Regions from separate parts of the Macaca mulatta genome. Here region 2 is linked to region 1. A link is a contact called in public Hi-C data. All regions are on one chromosome and are shown on one strand. Each heading gives the region's core, a stretch centred on a gene start, on an enhancer-like site or on the middle of the called end of the contact. The rest is flanking DNA. Distances are from core to core; before and after follow the strand shown.

Region 1 (7,566 bases), core at 2,332-4,831:
TAATCTTTCTGATATACCAGATAGATATCACCTGTTCCCTCGTTTGTCAATATGGAAGAAACCCCACTTTATACATTTTATACAGAAAAGTGGACACTGCCATACATTCATGCGTGGTCAGCTCTGAGCCCCCAGGAATAGAAGGGCCTTCCATTTAAAACAACTTACACCTGGATACAACAAACACCAAGAAACATGCAAACACTACAGAGAATCTGTATGTGAAGAAGTCATATTTTATACTGATGAGGGTGCCGTTAATGTTGATGGATGGCTTCGATCACTCATGCTCTAACAGAGGGGCCTGTGACAGTGTCTGCTTCTCTTTCAGGATTCCCAGTTGTTTCTGTGTCAGGCACTAAGCAATCTGGTGGCTTTTGTTCCAAACGGGTATTTTAGTTGTCTTTTTGCACCTTTTAATCCCTCTTCGAAGAGTCAAGTTCAAATGCTGGAAACCGTGATGTCTCTGGTCCCAGGACATCGGAGAGAAAGTGAATAGCGCCAGCCATGCCTGCAACGTAAAATGAGGAGCCTCTTACGAATGGCACAAGGGTAGTGTCTAAGACAGTGACTTTTAATCATTTCCCTTACCAGGGGCTGCAAGCATGTGGGAAAGGTGCTGAGGACTCTAAAGATGACTTCATTAAAAAACAAAGATATCCTTATATTTAGCACCCAGCAGGTAATATAATAATACCAGCTTTCCTCACGGTCTTATATTTTAAAAATTGGTTACTGGGCTTTAATCTTATATCTTGAAACTTTAAGGTGACATCATAGAATCGCTATGGAACTTATGGATGCTGCTAATTACGATACTCCTACACATGGAGCTTCCCCTCAAGAACCTGTATATGCTCAAAGTTGCTTTTACATCTTCTTGATATTTGGCCAAAATCCCCACCCCAGATCACTGCAGTAATTAAGCAGCGGGTTTTCAACTAGACTCACAGCAGCATAGGAAGGGTATGGGATGGGGAAGGCGCTAGTAGCCCACCAAGGCCTCCAGGTCTCCTGTCCCCACTCAAATCAGAACAATTCCTCCCTTATAGGGTTTTTGTTTACAGTTTTTCTTTTGATATAAAATTCACGTACAATGAAACACACAAATCCAAAGTGTACTTCTCTGAGGGTTTGTCAAATGCATATACACCTGTGCAAAAGAAACGCGATTAAGACCTGGAATATTTCCATCACCCCACAAGTTCCAAGTGCCCCTCTCCAGTCCCTCCAGCCCCTGTGGTCCCCCCAGGGGTAACCGGCAGCCTGGTCTTGGTCCACCAGGGATTACTTCTGCCTGCTTTGGCACTCTTAGGAGCATGGCCACAGTGTACAGCCCTTGCATCTGGTTCCTTTGTCAGGGTTCCTGCAGTTCACTCATGTTCTGTGCGTGTCCATAGTTGGCCCCGTCATACTGCTGAACAGTACACTGCAGACCGTTTCCCCATTTTGCCTACTGAAGGTCATCTGGGGTGTTCCCAGCCTTCTCTGTAAGTTTGTTTAAAGAAAGGGTTCCAGAAACTTATTTAAAAAATCAGAAAACCACTGACCTAGGAGTGCCCATGAGAAGTAAACAGGGACCCATAACGAGCATAGGAGGCCCCACAGCAGGCCCTGCGGGGACGAGCCTGGCTTTCCTGCTCAGGTGTGTGGGCAGCAGATCCACTGGGCGGCGCGCTCCAGCAGGAGTGAGCTCCTCCAGAAGAGGCGCCAGGTGCCAGGGAGCCCTCCCAGTGGCTCTTCCAGCCAGCCAGTTTGCCACAATGGCCTGCGTTGCTAGGCACATGGACTAATGATCCCTCCATCCCGACGGGAATTTGGTGAGAGTCTCCCACAGTTCTGTCTGCCAGGCACTGGCGAGGCACAGGGGAAGGAGGTGACCTATGAATTTCCTGCCTTTAGGGTCCAAAGCTTTCGACCCACTGGGGCTCTGGAGGTGCTATTATCAACTAGATAAACTCCATTTAGAGTGCCGGCATTAACTCTGTTATATCTGATGCAAATGCATTGCACTTTTATGACATCGAGGACTAAAACTTTTATTCTAATAAGTACTTTTTCCTTATGAGTTCTTTGAATATTAAAAAGATCATCTTCTGCAAAAGATGTGACACATGTTCTATTTTCTGCTCATATTTCTAAAAAGTGATTTAAAAATATTACCAGTATAAAAACTAAAACAGGACATACCACTACAGATGATGTAGACAGAGGATGATAAGGGGATACTACCAATAGCGTACACATATGAATTTCACCACATGTACACAATTAACCGATTTCCCCAAAATTACAAACTATGACAGCTCACCCAATATGAAACTTGAACAGCCCTATAACTATTTTAAAAATTGAATTTCTTTTAAAAGTCTAGAAAAATAAATCTCCAGACCTAGAAGTTTGTACTAGAGAATTCTACTAAACATTTCAGTTACATTAATACCAATTCTTCCACCAATTAACACACAGTCCGTCCCAGAGAACAGAAGAGAAGAAAGACACTTCTCAACACAGTTTGTTAGGTCAGTATGACCCTGATACCAACACCAGAGAAAGACAGCACAAAACAGGAAAACTATAGGCCAGTACCCTTCATGAACAGAGATGCAAAAACCTCTACCAAAATATTAGCAAACAGAAAGCACGCCCACACCCACATATAAATCTAATGAGTATCCGGGCCTGTCTGTGGGGCTTCTCTGTTTGTGCTCCGGTCTTCCCTCCCCTGTGCCCTTGGTGGACTTGGAATCCTTGCTGCTTTCACTGACTGCCTAACGGTGCTCTTCTTTTCAGAACCTTCTTCAATATTCACTTTTGCTATTTTTCTAATTACCAATATTTCTAATTGCCAATATTAATTATTCATACTTCTTTATATAATATTAAATATATATTAAGTAATTAGTAAAGCTTCCCATGAATACACCAATATTAAGTACGCAACATTACAGATGAAACACAGAGGAGTAAACTATTTCTTCCATTGCTAAAAGCAAGCCGCCTACGTTCTGTCTGCAGAGACACCTCACAAAACCTAACAGCACTTGGAAGACATTCACAGGAGCAAAAAACATAGGTAAGGTGAGGAGATTCAACATAATTTTCAGCAATAAGCTAATTTGCTGACTTATTTTACAGTTTGGAAGTATTACTTGAGCCAGGTCAAATGTGAACAGTGCCAGTCCACAGGGGCAGGAGAACCAATTTCACCCAAACATTTAAACCATAGCATTTTTCTCACTCTTACCTTCAAAGAGTGAATAGGGTCTGTCAGGAATGCGGCACCCGTGTGCTCCATAATCCAGACACCACTCTGCAAACTGAAAAGAAAGGGATTTCTTTTTAAGACTGGAGTTTCTACTTGGTGAAAAGGTAATAAATGAGAATGCAATGTCTTCACAGGAATTAGGGAAGTGGACCCCCAGCTGTAGGGCATTCAGCGTGGGCTCCACGGGCTCCTGCGCCCCCTCTTCCAGGGGCAAGGCCTAGCAAGTCTTGTCACCTCTGCTTGTGGCTGCCTCAGCTGTAGAGTGGGGTCTGCCTTACGGCTGCTGGGAAGTCTGAGGTGAAAACTGAACAGCTCAATGACACTCTGTTCTCCCTGGCACCTTCCTCCTGCCGCTTCAGCTGACGATTCTAGAAGCAACTCGAAACGCCTGCTCTATCCTGAACAAAAAACCCTGGGTCTAAAACGGCCCTCAGCAGCAGCTGCCAGCTCCCCCGGCCCCAGCTGGGAAACAGCTTCAGCCCTGCCCGGGGCGCCGCCTCTCACCACAGCCCCTCCACAGCTGCTGCTTGGCAGTCTCCCCACCTTCACAGCCCCTGGCTCTCAGCCCTTCCTGTGGTCTCCTCTGAGCTCCTTGACCCTTTTTTCTTAGACCTCTTCAATGGGTATTTCCATATCGTTTTAATAAACTTCCCTTTTGTGCCTAAGCTAACATAATTTGAAGAGTCATTTGTACACTAAGAATCATAAGTAATAAACATGAGGAGTATCAAGTTCAGCACACGTAAAAAGAAACTCACTCTGCGTTTACCCTCCCAATCTGCTCACTCTTAGCTTGTCTGATGGCCCATCTACCCAGTTTTCTGAGTCAGACAACAGAAAGACATTCAGATATTTCCATCTTCTCCACATTTAAAAACATGCATTAAATTCTATGGGCTTTACATCATACGTGTTTCTAAATGTCTCATTTTTTATCCCAACCTATGCTTTGGTTTATAACTCAACATTTCTTGCATTAATTACTAAACCGCTATTTAGGGAAACCCAAGTTCGCCTCATTCTTCCTACTGGGACCACAGCGATCTTTCTAAAAGAGGAGTCTGAACATGGATTCCAAACCCTTCCATGAGCCCCCATCTTCCAAATCGGTATCCAATGCTAGCTGATTACTAAAATTACTGGGGGAGCTTGAAAAATATTAGTGCTGGGGGTTCCTCATTTAACTGGTCTACAGTGAGGTCCAGTCATTATCTGAAAGCTTCCCAGTGGTACAAGGTTGAGAACTACTGGCTACAGGGAAGGACTAACTTTCTCCGGCCTCCACCTACCTGTCTGACTTCACCTTTCCTTCCTCACACCTTTCCTCACACATTTCCTTCCCTTTGCACCCTAAAGGCTGAAGTGCTTATGGAGTCAGGAACACACTGAGCTGGTTCCTGCTCTGCAGCTCTGCCCAGGCTATTCTCCTTATCAGAACTGCATTCCACCTCTGCAGGCCACCCCTGCCTGGCCCACCTGAAAAACCCCTCATCTTTAAAAAACCGGCGGCATCTCAACCCTCCTGCATTGTCCATATTTGCATAATCATCTACCATCATCACATCATCAAGGCTGGCCCAGGACTGCGGAATCTAGCTGCTCCCCGCTTGCTGGCTCCTGTTCTGCCCCATCCCCCGTGCTCCAGCCATAGTGTCTGGGCGCTCACACCTCCGGGACTTCGGAACAGCAGTTTCTTCTGCTGACCTGCCATGCCAAATTGGGCCCTGCCCTCTTTGCTTCCACAGCCTCCTGCATGCTTCCATCAGTGGGGGAGCCACAGATGTGCGTGCATTTTCCGGCGCACCAACAAGGTGGGGCCCATTCCATTTGGGTTGAGAAAAGGCTTCATAAAGTAACAGATATTCAAAAAGTATAAAGAACACATCAGCCGCAATGCCTCCATCTAACAAGGGTCACTGTACACACTTTAGTGTATTTTCTTCCAATCTTTTTTCTGTGTGCACACAACTACATTCTGTGAAATGTGTACATAATAAGAATACTAGCAAACATTTACTGAGTCTTGCTCTGTGCCATTCATCTTCACATGTCCAGTGCATGTTTACTGAGTTTCTACTAGGAGATATACACTGCTCCAAGTACTAGTGTAGAATAGTGACCCAGACAAACAAGATCAAGAAGCTTATGTTCTACCAGCCTACATACTCAAGAAACACGCAAAAACATACAATGAGCAACTGAGTGATCATCCACTTGGGGGTCTCAAAGGTCCTTCTTAGAATGTCACAGTTCAGATCAGCATGGCAAGGAGCCACCATCCACATGCTGAAGGAAGAGTGCTCCTGAAGGGAAGAGTTAACGACAGGTCCAGCGGAAACAAGAGTGACACACTCCGTTCTTAGGGCGGCATGGCTGTATTACGGCAGGCTAGAGGGCAGGGTACAGTGAGGAGACTAGGCAGAGACACAGAGGGGGCCAAGGTGCACAGGGCTCTGTCAACCTGGCGGAGGAGTGCAGGCTCCATCTACAGTCGATGGGAAGCCGCTGGAGGGTCTGGCAGGATGATTACAGACGATCTGCACATTAGCTCAGTTCTGCTTGCAACATCCTTAGGAGGTGGGTAGTATTTTTTTTCTATCTGTACAAATGAGGAAACTGAGGCTAGAAGAAGAGACACATTCAAACTCATGAAGCCAATAAATGGCACAGGTGGTAATTCTCATCAGGTAGTGACTCCAGGACACATATTCTTCAGAAGCCATTGACATTTGTGCTCCCCATTCTATAGACAGGGACACTGTGGCCCAGAGAAGCCACAGACAAAGCTGTGTCAGAAGAAAAAGAGGAAGCTACAGAGTTGGGAGAAACAGATTAAAAGAAGGAACAGGAGTTGTACTTCTGGACTCTGTGCACACCCAGGGTTGTTCGGAAGCAGTTCCAACAGAGCCACCCTCACCTTGCAAGCTCGGTAGAGGTACTTCTTATCCTGCGTGAGACGGTAAAGGGACAGGAAGGAGTAGCCGTTGCCAGCAGTCCCATGGCAGATCCCGTAGCCCTTCCGCAGCAAACCTCGCTGCCAAATCACATCGCTACACTCCATGGCCTCTTTCAAGTACTTCTCCTCCTTAAAGACCTTGGCAAATTAAAAACAAAGCAGTGTTAAAAAGACAGTTTCAATGACGAGCTGGCAAAATACTTTCCCTTTCTGGTTAGGACATGGCATGATATTAGGAAAACTGAAATGGTACTGGGGGTGAAAAACAGACAAACAAACAAACAAAAAACAGCAGCAACATCGTACATAGAATCTCACAATCTCAATTCATTAGCCCAGTGGTCTCCAACCTTTCTGGCACCAGGAACTGGTTTTGTGGAACCATTTTTCCACAGCCAGGAAGGGGAGTTGGGGATGGTTTTGGGATGAAACTGTTCCACCTCAGATCATCAGGCATTAGTTAGATTCTCATAAGGAGCACGCAACCTAGATCCCTCGCATAAGCAGTTCACGATACGGTTCGCTCTCCCACGAGAATCTAACGTGGCCGCTGATCTGACAGGTGGCAGAGCTCAGACAGTAATGTGAGTGATAGGCAGCGACTACAAACACAGTTGAAGCTTCGCTTGCTCGCTGCCGCTCACCTCCTGCCGTGCAGCCCGGTCCCTAACAGGCCACAGACCAGTACCAATTCACAGCCTGGGGGCTGGGCTGGGGACCCCCGCATCAGCCTATTCCCCTTGTCCTCCTTCTGTTTTACAGTTTTACTAAAATAATTCTAAAATTTAGTCTTTAAAATTAAAATTAAAGCTGCCATATCTTTTTGGTAAGATGTTTTTCTTGTTTCTTGGCACGTACATCCCATAGCTCTAAAATTTCTGCTCTTGTAGAAGGCAATCGAGAGAGTGAGGCCCTGTTAGCAGGGCAAGAATGTCCAACACACTGGTCAGTACACCTCAACAGGACCTGAGGACCCTGCCCCACCAGGCTGGCAAGATCCATCTTCACCCATCCCAAGGAAGCTGGCACACAGCTTTCTGGGGTCCAGGAGCAAGCATCACCTCCCTGAGCTGTTTATATGGTCAGCTGCAGAGACAGGCAGGCTCAGTGAAGGCAAGAGACGGCAAGAAGAAGCTGTGGATTTTCACCTCCTGAGATTCCCTTGTACATTTTCTTCTTTCTCCTCACATGCCATATACTGTTTTCCTGATCCTTTCCTCAGAGTCTGTTCTTAGTTATGTCTACCTGCTAACTCATCCCATTCCAGTGCAAATGGGTTTTGGACAATGGATCAGAGGCACAAAGGTCATCACTACTTGGGTGGCAGGTCAGGTCCCTCTAC
Region 2 (7,566 bases), core at 2,498-4,997, 150 kb after region 1:
TAATAAGAGATTTAAAAGAATTTTTTTAAGTGCGCTATGGTTAAACGTCAGCTTAATTGAAAGTGGATATCGAAGCTATAGGTATATTTAAAAGGCCTTTTTGTTTTTCTCTTGGATCTTGTTTTTCTGGAAAAAGGTTTTTTTCTTCTCAGTTGACTGGAATTATTTTTCTCTATTTTGTCTTGCCATTCTCAATGCACACATGAGAGGCCCTGAGATAACTTCTAATAACCTGGACTCCTTGGGAAAACAGGAGGTGCTAGCTACATAATCCATTTTGGGAAAAATGTGTTATTCTCATAGAACCCCAGGAATTGAAAACGGATAGATCCCTTTTAAAAATCTAAGGCTTTGTTCATTTTGCATTACGTTATCTGACAGTTTTGACTTTTGGGAGGTATCAGAAACTACTTTGCATTATGAGAGAACTTTGGTGTGTAATAATGAGGTAGGAAATCTACTTTAGTGATGGCTGATGGCAGTTATGGCAGGGATACTCAGTTCTTCGCATGTTTGAATTAGAGAAGCAAGCTCTTGGCCACCTGGAAGATGCGGCAACGTCCCCACCCCTCACTGAGAAAGAAGGCTCCCATGGGAGATGGGCTGATTTCCTCTTTTTTGGGATCTAGGATCTGGTATAAATATGGGACCCTTAATTTTGGAGGTTCGTTTTTGTCTTCCAGCTTTTCAGTGGCTAGGCACGGTGACTCACACCTGTAATGCCACCACTTTGGGAGGCCAAGGCAGGTGGATCGCCTGAGGTCAATAGTTCAAGACCAGCCTGGCCAACATGGTGAAACCCCATCTGTACTGAAAGTACAATAATGAACTGGGTGCGGTGGCAGGTGCCTGTAATCTCAGCTACTTGGGAGGCTGAGGCAGGAGAATCACTGGGAGATGGAGGTTACATTGAGCTGAGATCGTGCCATGCACTCTAGCCTGGGTGACAAGAGTGAAACTCAGTCTTAAAAAAAAAAAAAGTTCTGTATTCCAAGACTCATTATGGAAAAGAGAGAATGATCCACATTAAATATATATTGGTGTGATGACTTCTAAATTGCTAACATAGTTTATGAACAATGTTTAGTTGTCACTAAACATTGTCAAAATGTTTATTTTGACAAATATAAAAACCATATTCCTTGGAAGACAACCAAAACTTTAGGTATATTCTGCTATTTGATGGGCCATTTAAACATTTATAAAGGGATTTCATTCAATTGTCATTTTCAATGCCTGTTTTCTGTTTGTATAAATACGTTCCCATGTAAGAGGGCTGATGTTACAACAGTAGCTTATTATGCCACAGTGTGTTTTCACCAGGTAAAGAAAGCTTTTTATGGTTCACTGAGGACAATCAACCCATTCACAGTCTAGAACCTGAAGATTGGATCTTCTGAGAACATCAGAGAAAGACTGCCCTTACCGTCCACACTGAAACAAAATTTTGGGTCCTTGAAACTTGGGTTCGTAATCTCACAGCTGAGAAGGCTTTCTTCACACTTGTGGAACTGTATACCCATTAGAACCCTTAAGGTAAATCTAACCAGGGAAGTTTCTCCCCAGAAGAAGATGGCATCCTTGATGTGAACAGTTTTTCCCAAGATCATGGATCAAGACTCTTATCTTCAAATATTTTTTTTTCCTTGCTTATGCCTCTATGAATAATAGAAGTAAAAATAGTAAATGTACTATTCGGCCTTGAAGCCCACTGGGGAACAATAGAACCGGGAGTTTTGTAAAAGAGGCAATGATTAGAAATGTATCCCTCTTAATAAGCTCTATAGCAAATGCTACTGTAAAGGCTATGGTTACACAACAGACTTTAAACTCTTTTATGAAAGTTACGCTAAACAATAGAATTGCTCTAGATTACTTACTGGCTAAATAGCAGTATCTGTGAAGCTGCTGGCACTATGGTCTATGGAGAAAACATCGGGTATTACAGAGATTCAGTTGTAGGGGTTTAATGAAAAGACTGCTTAGTTAGGCAAGTAGACTATCTAGCTCATTCTTTGATCTGTTTAATTTTAGGTGGTTTAGTTTATGGGGACCCTGGGTAAGGAGCATTCTCCAAACTCTCGGTATTATCCTCCGGATAGCCGTAATAGTAATATTCCTGGTGCGCTTCATTCCCTCAAAGGTTTTAAATGTTTGCATGCAGCCATCTCTAGAATGCCAAATGGTCTGTCTTCAACTGGAATGACAAGAGCTGAAAGGAATCTGCAACCATGGGGATACCATAAGCTATGAATGAAGTGCTGAGATGAGAAACCAAAAATGATGGTAACAGAGTGGCACTAAGGCCCAAGTTTTAGTCACACTCTTACCTAAGTGAGAATTTCAGTAAAAATTTTAAACAAAATGATGAGAAGCCATTGTTTTGGAGCTTATGCACTAGGCTCCAACAGACCAAACCAAACAAAAATGGAGTCACTTGTGCTAAATGTGACATGATCAAACTAAGATTTTAAGGAAACACATAGGTCCTGTAACAGACCAGGTTTTGTTTTTCTCTGTAAACGGGACGTTCCAGCATAAGGAGCTACCCTCTACTCAGTCCTTGTTCCCACCTTTGCAAAACTCCCGGTTCTATTGTTCCCCAGTGGGCTTCAAGGCCGAATAGTACATTTACCTTGGTGATAATGACATCAATGACTAAAGTTTTGGTCAATCGCTGAAAATTGAGAAAATGACTAAAAGGGGAGAAGTGTTAAGGTTAATGAAATACGGCCTGAGAAGGACTCTGCACTTCTATATTTGAGTCCTTGTGGATGAACTGTAACCTAACTTAGTAAGTTAGGTTCTCAATCTTGTCTACCTAAGTGTATGCACCTGTAACAATAGCTGAGACCTGGCCAATCGCAGCAGCCGTTCTTCAACCATTCATGCACTGCTGAGTGTTCAAACCGTGTTCAAACAAGGCAAACACCAACCTGCAACCAATCCCGCTGTTCTGTACCTCACTGCTGATCTCTGTACGTCATTTCCCTTTTTTGTCTATAATTTTTTTCTGACCACAAGGCAGCCCTGGGGTCTCTCTGAACCTGCTGTGATTCTGGGGACTGCCCAATTTGTGAAAGGTTCATTTCTCAGATAAACTCCTTTAAATTTAATTGACTGAAGTTTTTCTTTTAACAGTTGTATAATTTACACAGTTTCCAAATTCGCACTACTGTAAATAACTCTACAATGAATAGTCTGTTTTCTTTTTTCTTTCTCTTTCCCTTTAAATCTCACTCTATCACCCAGGCTAGAGTGCAGTGGTGTGATCTCATCTCACTGCAGCCTTGACTTTCTGGGCTCAAGTGATCATCTTACCTCAGCCCCCAAGTAATTAGGACTACAGGCAAGCACCACCACACCTGGCTAACTTTTGTATTTTTTGTAGGGACTGGGTTTTGCCATGTTGTCCAGGCTGGTCTCAAACTCCTGAGCTCAAACAATCTGCCTGCCTTGGTTTCCCAAACATATATTCTTATTGACTTCTAATCTTACAACAAATTCCTACATATAAAGTGATCATATGACATTTTGGGGGCTTTTGATGAACCCTGCTGAGTTGCCTTTCCCAAGGACTTTCCTACCTGTGGGGGATAAGGGGTGGGGGCGAGGTAGGGCAGGCTCCTAAAACCTTGCCAGGCAATGGCCACAGCTTCTGAGCCTCCCCTGGAGAGGATCATTCTGTAAGGGCCTCTCAGGGGTGGATCTGTCTGAGGCACTTGGAGAGGAAATCGGCACCTCTCGTCAAATTCATTGCTTCACAGCTTCCCTCTCAGTGCTTCCCTTAATCCTTTCCTTTCTTCCTCGCCTGGGCTGAGCTCTCTGGGTCTGGGTCTGCAGGATGGGGTTGGTGGGTTAGGGATGCTCCACTTCCCACCTCCACACCGGTGTCTGACCTCCCTGGACAGCACAGGAAGAAGGTGAGTGTGCCTGGAGCCACCAATAATTAGGAACCACTGCCATCTAGTGTCTGCAGTGCTGTGAAGATTTAAATATTAAAATCCACTCCAAGCCCTGAAGAGTACCGCCTTCCCCATGGGCACACCTTAGGGACCCTACAGGCCAGAGCAGTGCAGGCCTGAGCTAGAAAATGCTCATTAGGAGAATTAAACATCTGGGGAAGGATTATGAAATCTAATTTAGAATGGCTCGGGACTGCCAGAGGAAGTGGGGAGTCCAGAGAGAAGACTGAAGATAAATTTTCTTGATAGATCACATTAATTAGAGGGTGGCAGCAAATGTAGGGTTAATGAAGAAACAAGTATCTGGGGAAAACACTTCTTGGGATGCCTAGGAGGTGTACGGAATCTCCCACGAGTCTCAAGACGGACCTGAGGCTTGCAGAGTTAAAAGAGCCCTCCTAGCTCACTTAGTCCACTCGGGAAGAGCCATTGGTGCTGCTGTCCCCAGGACCCTGCTCTGAGACTTGCCCCGTGTTCCAGCCTGGGCCCTTCTCTGAGACCCACCCTGTGTTCCAGTCTGGGCCCTGCTCCAAGACCCAGTCCGGGTTCTTCTCTGAGACCTGCCCCGTGTCCCAGCCTGGGCCCTACTCCGAGACCTGCCCTGCGTTCCAGCCTGGGCCCTGCTCTGAGACCCGCCCTGTATTCCAACCTGGGTTCTTCTCTGAGACCTGCTCTGTGTTCCAGCCTGGGCCCTGCTCCGAGACTCGCCCTATGTTCTAGCCTGGGCCCTGCTCTGAGACCTGCCCTGTATTCCAGCCAGCGTTCTTCTGAGACCTGCCCTGTGTTCTCTACTGGGTTCTGTGTCTCTGACTTAAAAATGATGGCAGTGGTGGGGCAGTTTCTTGGGTGGGGGGATGAGGTTAGAGCTGTTCAGCCCTCGGGCTGCTGACACCACTGTGGGCTACAGGGGCAGCTTCACTCCGGGGGTTCAAACCCCATTTCAGCCACCTTTTTATTTGTTGTGGAAACTTAGGTAATTTCTTAAACTTTCCAAAGACTCAGTGTAATTGACAAATGGGATCTAATTAAACCAAAGAGCTTCTGCACGGCAAAAGAAACTACCATCTGAGTGAACAGGCAACCTACAGAATGGGAGAAAATTTTTGCAATCTACTCATCTAACAAAGGGCTAATATCCAGAATCTACAAAGAACTCAAATTTACAAGAAAAAACAACCCCATCAAAAAGTGGGCAAAAGATATGAACAGACGTTTCTTAAAAGAAGACATTCATACAGCCAACAGACACATGAAAAAATGCTCGTCATCACTTGCCATCAGAGAAATGCAAATCAAAACCACAATGAGATACCATCTCATGCCAGTTAGAATGGCAGTCATTAAAAAGTCAGGAAACAACAGGTGCTGGAGAGGATGTGGAGAAATAGGAACACTTACACTGTTGGTGGGATTGTAAACTAGTTCAACCATTGTGGAAAACAGTGTGGCGATTCCTCAAGGATCTAGAACTAGAAATACCATATGACCCAGCCATCCCATTACTGGGTATATACCCAAAGGATTATAAATCGTGCTGCTATAACGACACATGCACACGTATATTTATTGTGGCACTATTCGCAATAGCAAAGACTTGGAATCAACCCAAATGTCCATCAGTGACAGACTGGATTAAGAAAATGTGGCACATATACACCACGGAATACTATGCAGCCATAAAAAAGGATGAGTTCGTGTCCTTTGTAGGGACATGGATGCAACTGGAAACCATCATTCTCAGCAAACTATTGCAAGAACAGAAAACCAAACACCGCATGTTCTCACTTATAGGTGACAATTGAACAATGAGATCACTTGGACACGGGAAGGAGAACATCACACACCGGGGCCTATTATGGGGAGGGAGAATGGGGGGAGGGATGGCATTGGGAGTTATACCTGATGTAAATGATGAGTTGATGGGTGCTGACAAGTTGATGGGTGCAGCACACCAACATGGCACATGTATACATATGTAACAAAACTGCATGTTGTGAACATGTGCCCTAGAACTTAAAGTATAATAAAAAAAAAACAGGGTAAATAATGACTCCCAAAATCCATCTCCACCCAGGACCTCAGAATGTGACAGATTGCCGTATTTGGAAATAAGGTCTTTGCAGATATAATTAGTTGAGTTCATCCTGGATTTGCGTGGGCCCTGAAATGTGATTTATAAGATGAGGGAAAGAGATGCAGAGACACACAGAAGGGAAGCCCGTGTGATAGTGGAGGAGGGGCTGGAGTGATGCCTCCACAAGCCGAGGAGCCCAGATACTGCTGGGAGCCACCGGAATCTCAGAAGAGGCAAGGGAGGATTCTTCCCTGGAACCTTGAGAGGAGACAGGGCCCTGCTAATGCCTTGATTTGGAGCTCTTGGTCTCCAGAACCCTGACGGAATACATGTCTGCGTTTTAAGCCATGGGTTTATGGTAGTTTGTTAGAGCAGCAGTGGAAACAAATACACCTAGTTTCCTGAGAAGCAGAATGGGGCTAGCACCACCTTGGAGCTGCTGGCGACAAAGCCATGCGGTATTTCATGAATGACTGGGAAGTCACCTCCCACAGCCGGGCCACAGCTGCTAGATGGTGGAAGGCTCTCACTTTCTGCCAGGTGCATGGCAACCACTTAACAAATGTTAGCAGTCGTCACTTGGGCTGGTTCTTTGTTTTTGAGGGTCTACATGGAGACAGCCTCCTTGTCCTGGGGACTTCTTCCCATTCCATCTCAGGTAGCCTCCCTGTGGCCCTTCCACTCTTTCCACTAGGTTAGCAAATCCCTCAGGCCAACAGCGCTCTGGCACCGGGGCATCTCGATGGCCCTTTCGTCCATTCCTCAGTGCACTGCTGCCCTGGGGAACGTGGCCTCCTTTCAGCTCCTCAGCCACCCCTGAGGTCCCAGGGCAAGCCCTCCCTGGGGCTCCTCCAAATGCTGCCTTCCCCTCTCTCCAGAAGGGCTTGTGGATATTCTACCTGCATTATAGACTCTAGCTGACTAGAGGGGACCCTGGGAGCAGTGCCCCATCAGTCTTTCAGTGAGTGGCTAACACCCACCACATGGCCAGGACCCGGCTACACAGGGGCTGGAGCAGCCCTGGAGGTTAGGCTGCATTCCATTCCCACTGAGCCCTGTCGTTCACACCTGAAATGAATCCCAGTCTCTCAGCCACAGCCAATCCCCCCACAGACACCCACGCTGTGCCCTCAGAGTGGAAGTCAACTCCAATACCTGCTTCCAGACAGTCTCAGCCTCTGCCCCCAGTTCCCATCTGTGTCACCTGGCTGCAGGTGCACACCTTGTCCACACACTGTCATCTGTTTCCTGCAGGCAGAGTAATACCAGACATAGGATAGAGGTCACGGAGCCCAGAATCTTCTGCATGGGTTGCTGAGGCCGCCACGGAAACAGGCATTGGGAGTTGAGTGAGTCAGGGTATAATATGTTTACACAGCACCTCCCATGTGCCAGGCATAGTGCTATGTTATGGGATTTTAAAAATAAGTGAGAATCTACTCTGTTCCTTTGCTGGTGAGACTGCCAAGTCGATCTCCGTCTCCCCTTTCTGCGTGAAAAGGTCTAGGAGCTACACTTTTAGAAACT

Evidence for each region. Hi-C and Micro-C count contacts between places; a contact is called where the count stands out from the background.
Region 2: a Hi-C map of sperm shows a contact between it and region 1, with 4 times the contacts expected there. The contact joins two enhancer-like sites. A contact is called at or near these places in 7 of 14 Hi-C or Micro-C datasets (CD4 T cells, cortical neurons, fetal cortex germinal zone and 4 more).

Annotation. Positions count from the first base shown.
Region 1 is chr3:73,048,285-73,055,850 of T2T-MMU8v2.0, forward strand. LANCL2 (LanC like glutathione S-transferase 2) reads right to left here. Exons shown (of 9, transcript NM_001261176.1): 7 at 6,186-6,362; 8 at 3,248-3,320; 9 at 1-511. The coding sequence ends at 417. Among named protein-coding and RNA genes, the nearest start is that of LANCL2, 60 kb to the right of the region's middle. Within about 2 kb of position 3,582, at least 7 of the 40 cell types and tissues checked have an H3K27ac peak or open chromatin away from gene starts, as enhancers often do.
Region 2 is chr3:73,198,359-73,205,924 of T2T-MMU8v2.0, forward strand. No RefSeq gene overlaps it. Among named protein-coding and RNA genes, the nearest start is that of LANCL2, 90 kb to the left of the region's middle. Within about 2 kb of position 3,748, at least 4 of the 40 cell types and tissues checked have an H3K27ac peak or open chromatin away from gene starts, as enhancers often do.